3 separate regions of the Mus musculus genome follow, and regions 1 and 3 are each linked to region 2. Evidence: chromatin contacts called from public Hi-C data. All regions are on one chromosome and are shown on one strand. The core of a region is the stretch at or near the end of the contact, and the rest is flanking DNA. Distances in the headings are between cores, read along the strand shown.

Region 1 (3,180 bases), core at 393-2,892, 170 kb after region 2:
CTAGCACTGGGGCTTGAAAGACACATGTTCAGCATCAGGTCACCAAAGCAAAGTTTCAGATTCGAGCCTGGGGATGCTTGTCTGCTCCATGTAAACCATGCATGGCACCGTGGATCGGGATGCTCACTGCTCCGTAGAAGCCATGCATGGCTAACATGACTAATTGGTTTTCTAAAAGAGGCACACAGAGATCTTCTGAAGGAAAGTATCATAGAATCCTGTATTGGATTCTTTTTTTTTGTGCTCAATTTAACTCCTGGAAAGGATCTACATTGAAATAGTGTCTGGCCGGGTGTGGTGGCGCACGCCTTTAATCCCAGCACTTGGGAGTTAGAGAGAGACAGATTTCTGAGTTTGAGGCCAGCCTGGTCTACAAAGTGAGTTCCAGGATAGCCAGGGCTACACAGAGAAACCCTGTCTCAAAAAAAAAAACCAAAAAACAAAAACAAAAAAAACAACCAAACAAAAAAGAAAGCAGTGTCTGAAGCACACTTTCACACAGGACACTTGTAAACTTGGTGTGTAGGAAGTAGACAGGAGGATAAGCAGTTCACAGTCCCCCGTGGCTACCCAGAGAATGCAAGGCCAGCCTAGGCTGTGAGAAACCCTGCTTTTTAAAAAAGAAAAAGACTCTTTCCATTTCTGGATCTTCACGGCAACAGCAGCAATGGCTCGGAACAAATTACTTAATACCTGAGACTCGATGCCCAGGTTCTTCTGAGCGTTGATTCTGAGAGCCAATCTCTTGGCGATTTCTAGCTTCTCAGCATTGCCTGCAGTGGGCGCGGGCACGCTGGATGTGCCGGGTGCAGCCATGTCCTTTACTCTCTTCTTTGAATTAAACATGCTTTCAATCTGTTCATCAATCTAGGACAGGAGAGAAAAACAAATCAAGGATTAGTAAACACCGCATTAGAAATACTAACCGAGGGCTGGCGAGATGGCTCAGTGGGTAAGAGCACCCAACTACTCTTCCAGAGGTCCTGAGTTCAAATCCCAGCAACCACATGGTGGCTTACAACCACCCGTAACAAGATCTGACACCCTCTTCTGTGGTGTCTGAGGACGGCTACAGTGTACTTACATATAATAATTTATAATAAATATATAAATAATAATATTTAAAAAAAAAGAAATACTAACTGAGCTGGGCGGTGGTGGCGCACGCCTTTAATCCCAGCACTTGGGAGGCAGAGGCAGGCAAATTTCTGAGTTTGAGGCCAGCCTGGTCTACAGAGTGAGTTCCAGGACAGCAAGGGCTGGGCTACACAGAGAAACCCTGTCTCGGAAAACAAAACAAATTTTTTTTGTACATTGTATTTATGTGAGTTTTGAGGGCTTATATGTCTGTGCACCATGCCTGGTGTATTTCACATGGTTGGGGCCTGACGAGGTCAGAAGAGGACGTAGGATCCCCAGGGACCATGATTAGTGATGCTTGTGAGCCACCATGTGGATGCTGGGATTAACCCGGGCCCTCTGGAAGAGCAGTAAGTGCTTTAAACCAGTCACCTCTGCAGCCCAGATCTTGACCTTTGACTCTCCTGCCCCGTCTTCCAAGTGCAGGGGCTACCGGGGATACAGGCTTGCATCACCGCACTCAGTTCACTGCTAGAGATCAGACCAGCAACCACTCTACCAACTGAGCCACATCCCTGGCCTATTTTTTTGAATGAAGAAAAATGGGTTGATGTAGTGGCATGTACTTCTAATCCCAGCACTCCAGAGACTGGGACAGGAGGATCACCAGTTGGGAGGCCAGGGCAGGCTACGTAACAACTCCCAGTCCAACAAATAAACAAAGACAGGGATAAGGAAATGAAGACTGGCTTCCCTATGAGCAAGAGCAACAGTGAAGCCTTCAATTCTCAGAAGTCATGCGAACCATAGATACTTAGCTATACTCTCACCAAAACAGGAAACGACAGATCGCTTGCTATTGATGTGTGGGTGTGTGCGTCTCAAAGGACACATGGTGGAGCTGGCTTTTCCTCCCATCCTTACATGGGTTCTGGGGAGAGAACTCAAAAGTGGCCAGGGTTACATGGCAAGCGCCTTCTCCAAGTCATCTCTCCAGCTTCCACATCTTTTGTTTTGTTTGTTTGTTTTTGTTTTTTGAGACAGGGTTTATCTGTATAGCCCTGGCTGTTCTGGAACTCACTTTGTAGACCAGGCTGGCCTCGAACTCAGAATCTGCCTGCCTCTGCCTCCTGAGTGCTGGGATTAAAGGCGTGCACCACCACGCCTGGCACGTCTTTTGTTTTAAAGGATGTCTTTCAACAGGGCTTGGTGAGGTGGCTCAGAGGGGTGAAGGCACTTGCCATGAAACCTGGTGATCTAGCAGGGCCGTGGTGGTGCATGCCTTTAATCCCAGCACTCAGAAGGCAGACAGGGCTACATAGAGAAACCTTGTCTTGAAAACAAAAACAAAACAAAACCAAACCAAACCAAAAAAAAAAAAAAAAAACCAAAACCAAAACCAAAAAAACCCCCACCAAACAAACAAACAAAAAAGAAACCTGGTGACCTGAGCCTGAGCTCCAGGATCTACAGGAAAGGAGAGAACTGAGTCAACCACACTGTTTTCCGACTTTCGCATACATGCCACGGTGCGCGCACGCATACACACGCACGCACACACGCACGCACACACCCCATCAAGTTAATAGAACAGAACTACAAAAACACAAAGGACAAAACAAAAACCAGCTTTGCCCACAATGAGCTGAGGCACCATGACGGAGGTCGCAGAGCTGCCCTCTTCAGAGCAGCTCAGATGTTGTGGCTGTCTTCTCCAATGAAATGGTCTGCATTTAGCTTCTTTTTTTTTTGGTTTTTCAAGACAGGGTTTCTCTGTGTAGCGCTGGCTGTCCTGGAACTCACTCTGTAGAACAGGCTGGCCTCGAACTCAAGAGATCCCTCTGCCTCTGCCTCCCCAGTGCTGGGATTAAAGGAGTGTGCCACCACGCCTGGCAGCTGCTAGCTTCTTTTTAAAAAAGAAATCAGTGAGGGTACTTGTTGAAGTGAACATTTAACTGAGTGAGGCTGGTTTAACTTAAATAGCATATACGCTATTAAAAATCTAAATATGTAAGATCAGAAATGAGGAGTGTATATGGTACAAGTTCAAAGTTTGCTTTTGACACTGTTAACTTTTTATAATTCTACCTGTGTGTGGGG
Region 2 (2,929 bases), core at 28-2,527:
CACGTGCAAACCTTCCCCAAAGGACCTCTCCCCTCCTCTCTCCCTTGCATGCCCCTCCTCCCACTCACTCTATTGTACATGTCCCCAGGAAGCAATCCCCTTAGAAGGGACTAACCATCCCCAGCAAGGTTAACTGGTATCCCAAATGCTAACACCAGCCCCGAGCTAGCGTCCCATAAAGCAACTTGCTCCCAACGGAATTGCCTCTGCATTTCCCAGCAGAGCAGCTCAGCTCAGTGTAAATAGGCTGTCTCAGGGCTCACTACGTCACCTCACTCTGGCAAGTTATGGATGGCACTACAGAATCGCCGTCATAAATACAGCCCCTCGGTTAAACAAAGCCGACAGCTTTGTGCCAATAACCTTTGAACCACTCAAGCCCAGTGTCAATTGTATTTGTCTTTGAGCTGAGGTTTACTCTAGACTGTTTGCTAAATCAGGGCTCATCTGCGGAGATAATTCAAATATATTACAGGCAGCAGGCAGACAGGAGGCCCTCCCCCACATGACCTCAGTCTGGGTCTCTGCCACAGCAGCCTATACGGCAAGTTAGACTAGGAAAGGGCAAGGAGAGCAAGAAGGGATGTTGGAGCCTGGATGAGAACAGGGGCTCCTCCGCCGCTCTGGCATCCTCACAGAGCCTGTTTCTCCCGGAGGAGTCCAGGGCTGTCTTCCTGGAACACAGGGAATCCATGCTCAGAAAGTTGTTTGCACATACGATCAGACCCTAGAATGAAATCAGCTTTGCACATGGAAACCTTGCAAGGATAGAAGTCTAGACGAAGCCCCTAGCCTGTGTGGACAAGAACCTCCAAGTCCTTCTGGGGCAAGAAGGAAGACTGAACAACACTTTTATGTGGGGACAGGGCAGACAAACATGCGGAACAAAAGCCAGGCAAGAAAGAGGAGAGCACTCTGGTCAAACCAGCTGCAGTTGCTACTGCCCAGGAAGACTGGCTAGTTTGTACCCCGTGCCGGCTATAGAACTGGCCCTGGGCTGAGGCCAAGAAAACAGAACTCAGGCGAGGCTCCTTCCTCGGTCATTCCCAGTTTGGCCCACTCGCCTTCTGAATCTGGAGCCCTCTCGGCCCTGCCTTCCTCTCCTACCCCTCACCATTTGAGGGGCTCTGTCCAATGCCGCGCCCCTGGCAGGAGCCCAGCCACCACCACCCCTCCCATCACCGGAAGTGGAATCGAAGCCAGGGAAGTACCTTGCTCTGCTTCATCTCCTGATAGTGAAGCTACAGGCTTGACAGGTCAGGAGGTGAGGGCGGGGGATCAGGGTGTTGAGGGCTGTGTTTAGATTATGTCCCATGAGCCTCTTTGAAACTCAACAAGGAACAGGCTGAGAAGAGTGGGCGGGGCAACGAGTGAATTCAGCTGTATCATGGTCAACAGAGGCCGAGCAGCTGTGTGCCCTCTGGCTGTCATGGGCAGCCTTCTGTCCCTTCTATCGGTAAAACATCCATCTCTTGCTCGGCCTAAAGATCCAGTAAGATCTTGAAGTGTGCTTGCCTGCAGAAAGAACTGCTGCTGCCCTTGAGATTAGAGGCTGGCTGTCTTTTATCCAACAAGGAAGAGAGAGCCAAGAGAGCACTCCAGGTTCCATGCCTGCTTCCTCGCAGAACCCTGTCGCCTGGAATCATGGGATAAGAGTTTTATACAATGTAACAGCTCTGCTTGCAGTCCACTCCATATGGAAACTCTGGACGCGCATGTGAGTTAAGCCATGAGGCCAGCTCCACCCTCTACCTCCATCAGTACATCAGAAATTTGGGGAGGCCCTAGGCAGGACCAGAGTCTAAGAGTTTGCTCTCACTTACCTTGAGGAGACTCACCCCTCCTTGGGATGTGGAGATGTGAGAAACCGCTTCATCTCTTCTAGCACCTGGGAGGAGGGAGACAGACAGAGGTCGCTAGGGTTCGGTGCCTGGAGCATCTCTCTGCCATCTCTACACCTAACAGGAGCAGCAGAAAGCAGCAGCAACGCCTGGGCTGAGCAGGGGGAGACAGCGGACATTTATAAATGACCCTCTTAGCTGTTTACAAGACACCTTCTGAAAGAAAGCAGAGGAGGAGAAATAAACTTGAAGTAGGGACCCTGGCGGGAGTCTGCGATGCGCTTTGATAAGCCAGCTGCACCAGCATTTCTTCCCCAGATTTTATGGCCAACTTTACAGCCCTGTGTTTGGGACTCTTTATCAGGGGCCGGAAGGGGGGAGCAAGCAAGATCCCAGACAAGAAGCCTTCCCCCAACAACTTCTCCAGCAGATACAACCTCATCTGGAGATCAAGATAGCCTGTGTCCCCTCCAGTCCCGGCAGTTGTGTCCCTGTCTCCCCCACCCCCAACATCCAGATCTGGGGTAGACAAGACATTCCTCAGTGTGGCAGTAAACAGGCAGATCCCGGCCCTCTCGGGAAACCTTAACGGGAGAGGAGTCATGAGAAGTCAAAAGCAGAGCCCATTCCATTAAGACGTGGATGCCTTGTCCCAGAACCCCCTAAAGGCAGGCAGGGTGTCTCAGGGACCCCAGCCTAGCTCAGTGCTCACATCTGGGCCTGAGATAGAATTCCAGTTGGACCTAACACTTTGTCATCATCACACCTTAGCGCACTGAGATTGTTATCGTGGTTAAAAGCATGGGGAAAGGGTCTCTCACATCAGGCAATCCACGTCTCAGTTTCAGACCCTCCCTCTTGCTGTTAAATGGTCCCTACCTTTTGGAGCAGGACTGCACAAGAAACTCAGTGAACAGGCCTGGTCTTCATAGTGGATGATTCTAGAAATCACAGTTCATCTTCCCAGACTGGCTGTACCCTCAGGTTTTCCTATCAGCCTCACCTAAATGATGTTTACCCTAAGCCCTGTCTTTAGGGCATGGCTTCTAGCATGCTTCGCTGTGCTGGGAGAAGGGAGTGCTTTAGAG
Region 3 (2,975 bases), core at 349-2,848, 160 kb before region 2:
AATACTGGTTGAATGAGTCAGTCAAGACGTAATCAAAAGGGTAGCCGTGGGATGCCAGTGTCTGCTCATCCTATCTCCATGGGGTGAAGAGACGGTCCTACCCCTTCGCTGAAGTAAGCAATAATTACAACGTGCCTCCCACTGAGATGCCAGCAGCTAGAGGATCAAATACTTTATGGGTCTGCTAGCAAGGCAGGATCCCATACAGAACTCCTAACAATGGGGCAGAAACAGTAGATTGTGCTGCTGTAGGACCTGAATTAATTACTCAGCAGTCTCTCCCTCTATCTCTGCTTCCTTTAGTTGTCACATGCCTGTTCTTGCTTCCTTTCTCTTGCTGTGATGAAGCACTCTGACAGAAAGCAACTTGCAAGGAGGAAAGGGTTTATTTGGCTCCTTTCAAGTTCAAGTTCATCACTGAGGGGAACTGGGGTGGGAACTCAAGGAAGAGCGGGAGGTAGAAACCACATAGGAATACTGCCTGATGGCTGGCTCACTAACTTTCTCACGGGCTCACCTTCAGCCAGCTCTACTTCTCAGGACCACCTAGCCAGGGAATGGTGCCGCCCACAGTGGATTGAGTCGTCCTATTTTGACAACAATCAAGACAATCCCCACGGGCATACACATAGGGCAGTCTGATTTAGGCAATCTTCCCATTAAGACTTCATCCTAAGGTGACCCCAGTCTGTGTCAGGTTGACAATGGCTAAGAGAAGGCAAGCTCACAGTGTGGCTGAAAGAATTGAATGAGATGCTATCAATAAAGAACTCACACTAAAATACACCCAGGGCTCTAACAGTAAGTCAGGAGAACAAAGTGCATTCTAAATGCTGAAAATGCTCTCGCCTAGAGCACAAGGTGCATGGGCTACACCAAAGAGGGCGGAAACTCCTCACAGTAAGCAGCCCACCTGGATATTTAGGCTGACACCATGACCTTAGCCTGGAAATGAGGCTGCTGGGGATCTGGGGAACCCTATGCAGGGTACATACATTGAGACAAGAGGACAAGGCCACTGTTGTGTTGTTCCCAATACAGCCTTGTTGACACGCCTAGCCTCTCATAATTGCACTCCCTCTTGCTGGCTGCTAGGAGGATCAGAGTCTAACTTACAGCCTTGTTCCACCAGGAGCATGTGCCCTCGGCGTTTACCATACCGCAGGGCAGGAGGCATGGCTACCTTGATATTGCCCTTCCTCATCATGTTCACAGATCTACAGACACATACCGATAACTTCCCTGGCAGGGAACCCTTGGCTTAGCTTCCTTTTTCCTCGTCCCGGTGTTTTCTTATTCAGTGTCTGTCCTAATACAGCGCGTGTATTTCTCGGACCGCTTCCGATCCTATTCTGTGTGAAGTGGGGCACAAGTAAGAAGAGCGAAGAGAGCCTGGCCTGTGAAGGAGCCATGGAAGCAGCTTTCCCACAGCTTTGGCGATGGAAGGCTCTGCTGACCTTTCCTGCCCCATCCACCTCTGGGAAGATACTGGCAGTGAAGGTCCCGTTTGTCCTTAAGAGGCCTTGCTACCAGGCTGCTCCTGGGATTGTATTACCTCCAGGCCCCACGGAAAGGTTGCCTAGCAACACCTACCAGCTTCATGCCTCTAAATCCCTCATTTGTGTCTTACATGCAAGCAGCACACTCTTCCCTGACCCTGGACAGCAGCCAGCCCTCCCACACCACTCTCTCCAGAGCAGGGCTGAGCCTCTCATCTGGACAGGTAGAAACCCGGGGCAGGACCTTGCTCCCTTTTGGAGCGAGACTCCAGTCTGTTGACCATAAGCAGAGATAAGCAAGCAGACGCTCTGAAGCTTTGGGAGCCGACATGCATGTGCTAGGGGGACAGCAGAGAGAGAAAAGAGGGTAGCCAAAGCTTGAATCCCAAACAGCCATTCCAGTACCTGCTACCTCATTCAGGCAGTGTTTCATTCAGAAGGTTCAAAAGCAAGCAGGCATGGGAATAAATGGAGGCTTATGTAAGATGGCATCTCAACGGTGGGAAAAATAAACACAGTATTCTAAAACAAGACGGTGTTACACATCTGTGGAAGCAGAGACAAGAAGCCATGTGGGGGGAGAGAGCTTTGCAATACGCAGATTTCACCTTGCAAATCTCAAGGAGCTGTGGGGGGCTGCAGGGAGGACCCCAGTCATATACAGTAGGCCCAGGTGTAGACAAGCTCTTGCTAATGCCTTTTCATGTAAGAAGTTTGCCAGGCTGCCATCTTGCTGCCAGGACTCCAGATTCACCCTGCCCCACCGGGCATCCTCTGGATTGGATTAACTTGGGCAATATTGGAGGAGGCCAAGGTCTCCAAAGGAAAGCGTCTTTCCTCTTGTCACCTGGAGGAGACGCTGTTCTCTCTCCTGCTGGGCCTAAAGCTAGCCAACGCCATCTGGCCTCTGTCTCCCAGCCAAAAGTTAAAACTCTAAACATTACGCACATAAAAAGCTAAAGAGTCATTTTAGCTCTCTATGACGAAATCTATTTTCAATAATAAAATGAAGACCAGACAAGGAGAGAAGGTCAAACCAAGAAAACTCCGGAGCTCTGCTGTCCAACATGGCCCCCGCTGGCCACTTAGATCTGATTACATTGAAATTTAATTAAACTCCAATAGCATTTAAAACTCAAGCCCTTTTAGCTCAGCAGCTGCAGAGACTATTTCAAAACCTGAAGCACCCTGCCAGAGTAGTGGTTATCACACCAGAAATGTATAAGGTTCTGCTGGCTGGACGATAGTATGTGGGAACATCCTGTGAATGGGCTAGGGTCACAGTGTCCTGGTGACAGGCCCTGTTGGATGCCCACGTGCCCCTGACCATGGTTCTAACCTGAGCCAAGTCTCCAGTTAGAGAAAAACTCTGCAGCTGAAGCCCAAGCTATTCTGGAACTTGTTCTACCATTAATTCTCTCGTTCTGAGGTGAGAAAGAACCTACAACCTCTCTCTCTGAAGAAAAAATATTCCCG

Evidence for each region. Hi-C and Micro-C count contacts between places; a contact is called where the count stands out from the background.
Region 1: a Hi-C map of the N1E-115 cell line shows a contact between it and region 2, with 4 times the contacts expected there. The contact joins two enhancer-like sites. A contact is called at or near these places in 1 of 39 promoter capture datasets (embryonic stem cells), 1 of 15 datasets of contacts at CTCF or cohesin (embryonic stem cells), 8 of 484 Hi-C or Micro-C datasets (the N1E-115 cell line, embryonic stem cells and reprogramming fibroblasts), 2 of 115 datasets of contacts at active chromatin or transcription factors (embryonic limb bud and stem cell-derived neural progenitor cells) and 3 of 9 other capture datasets (adipose tissue, liver and pancreatic islet).
Region 3: a Hi-C map of the N1E-115 cell line shows a contact between it and region 2, with 1.7 times the contacts expected there. The contact joins two enhancer-like sites. A contact is called at or near these places in 2 of 484 Hi-C or Micro-C datasets (the N1E-115 cell line and embryonic stem cells).

Annotation. Positions count from the first base shown.
Region 1 is chr13:55,671,628-55,674,807 of GRCm38.p6, reverse strand. It overlaps Ddx46 (DEAD box helicase 46), which reads right to left. Exons shown (of 23, transcript NM_001282055.1): 19 at 691-867. Among named protein-coding and RNA genes, the nearest start is that of B230219D22Rik, 20 kb to the left of the region's middle. Within about 2 kb of position 1,642, at least 13 of the 459 cell types and tissues checked have an H3K27ac peak or open chromatin away from gene starts, as enhancers often do. A contact at or near this core is called in the N1E-115 cell line, where this site is marked.
Region 2 is chr13:55,846,384-55,849,312 of GRCm38.p6, reverse strand. No RefSeq gene overlaps it. Among named protein-coding and RNA genes, the nearest start is that of Pitx1, 16 kb to the right of the region's middle. Within about 2 kb of position 1,277, at least 24 of the 459 cell types and tissues checked have an H3K27ac peak or open chromatin away from gene starts, as enhancers often do. A contact at or near this core is called in the N1E-115 cell line, where this site is marked.
Region 3 is chr13:56,009,289-56,012,263 of GRCm38.p6, reverse strand. No RefSeq gene overlaps it. Among named protein-coding and RNA genes, the nearest start is that of Gm31542, 100 kb to the right of the region's middle. Within about 2 kb of position 1,598, at least 21 of the 459 cell types and tissues checked have an H3K27ac peak or open chromatin away from gene starts, as enhancers often do. A contact at or near this core is called in the N1E-115 cell line, where this site is marked.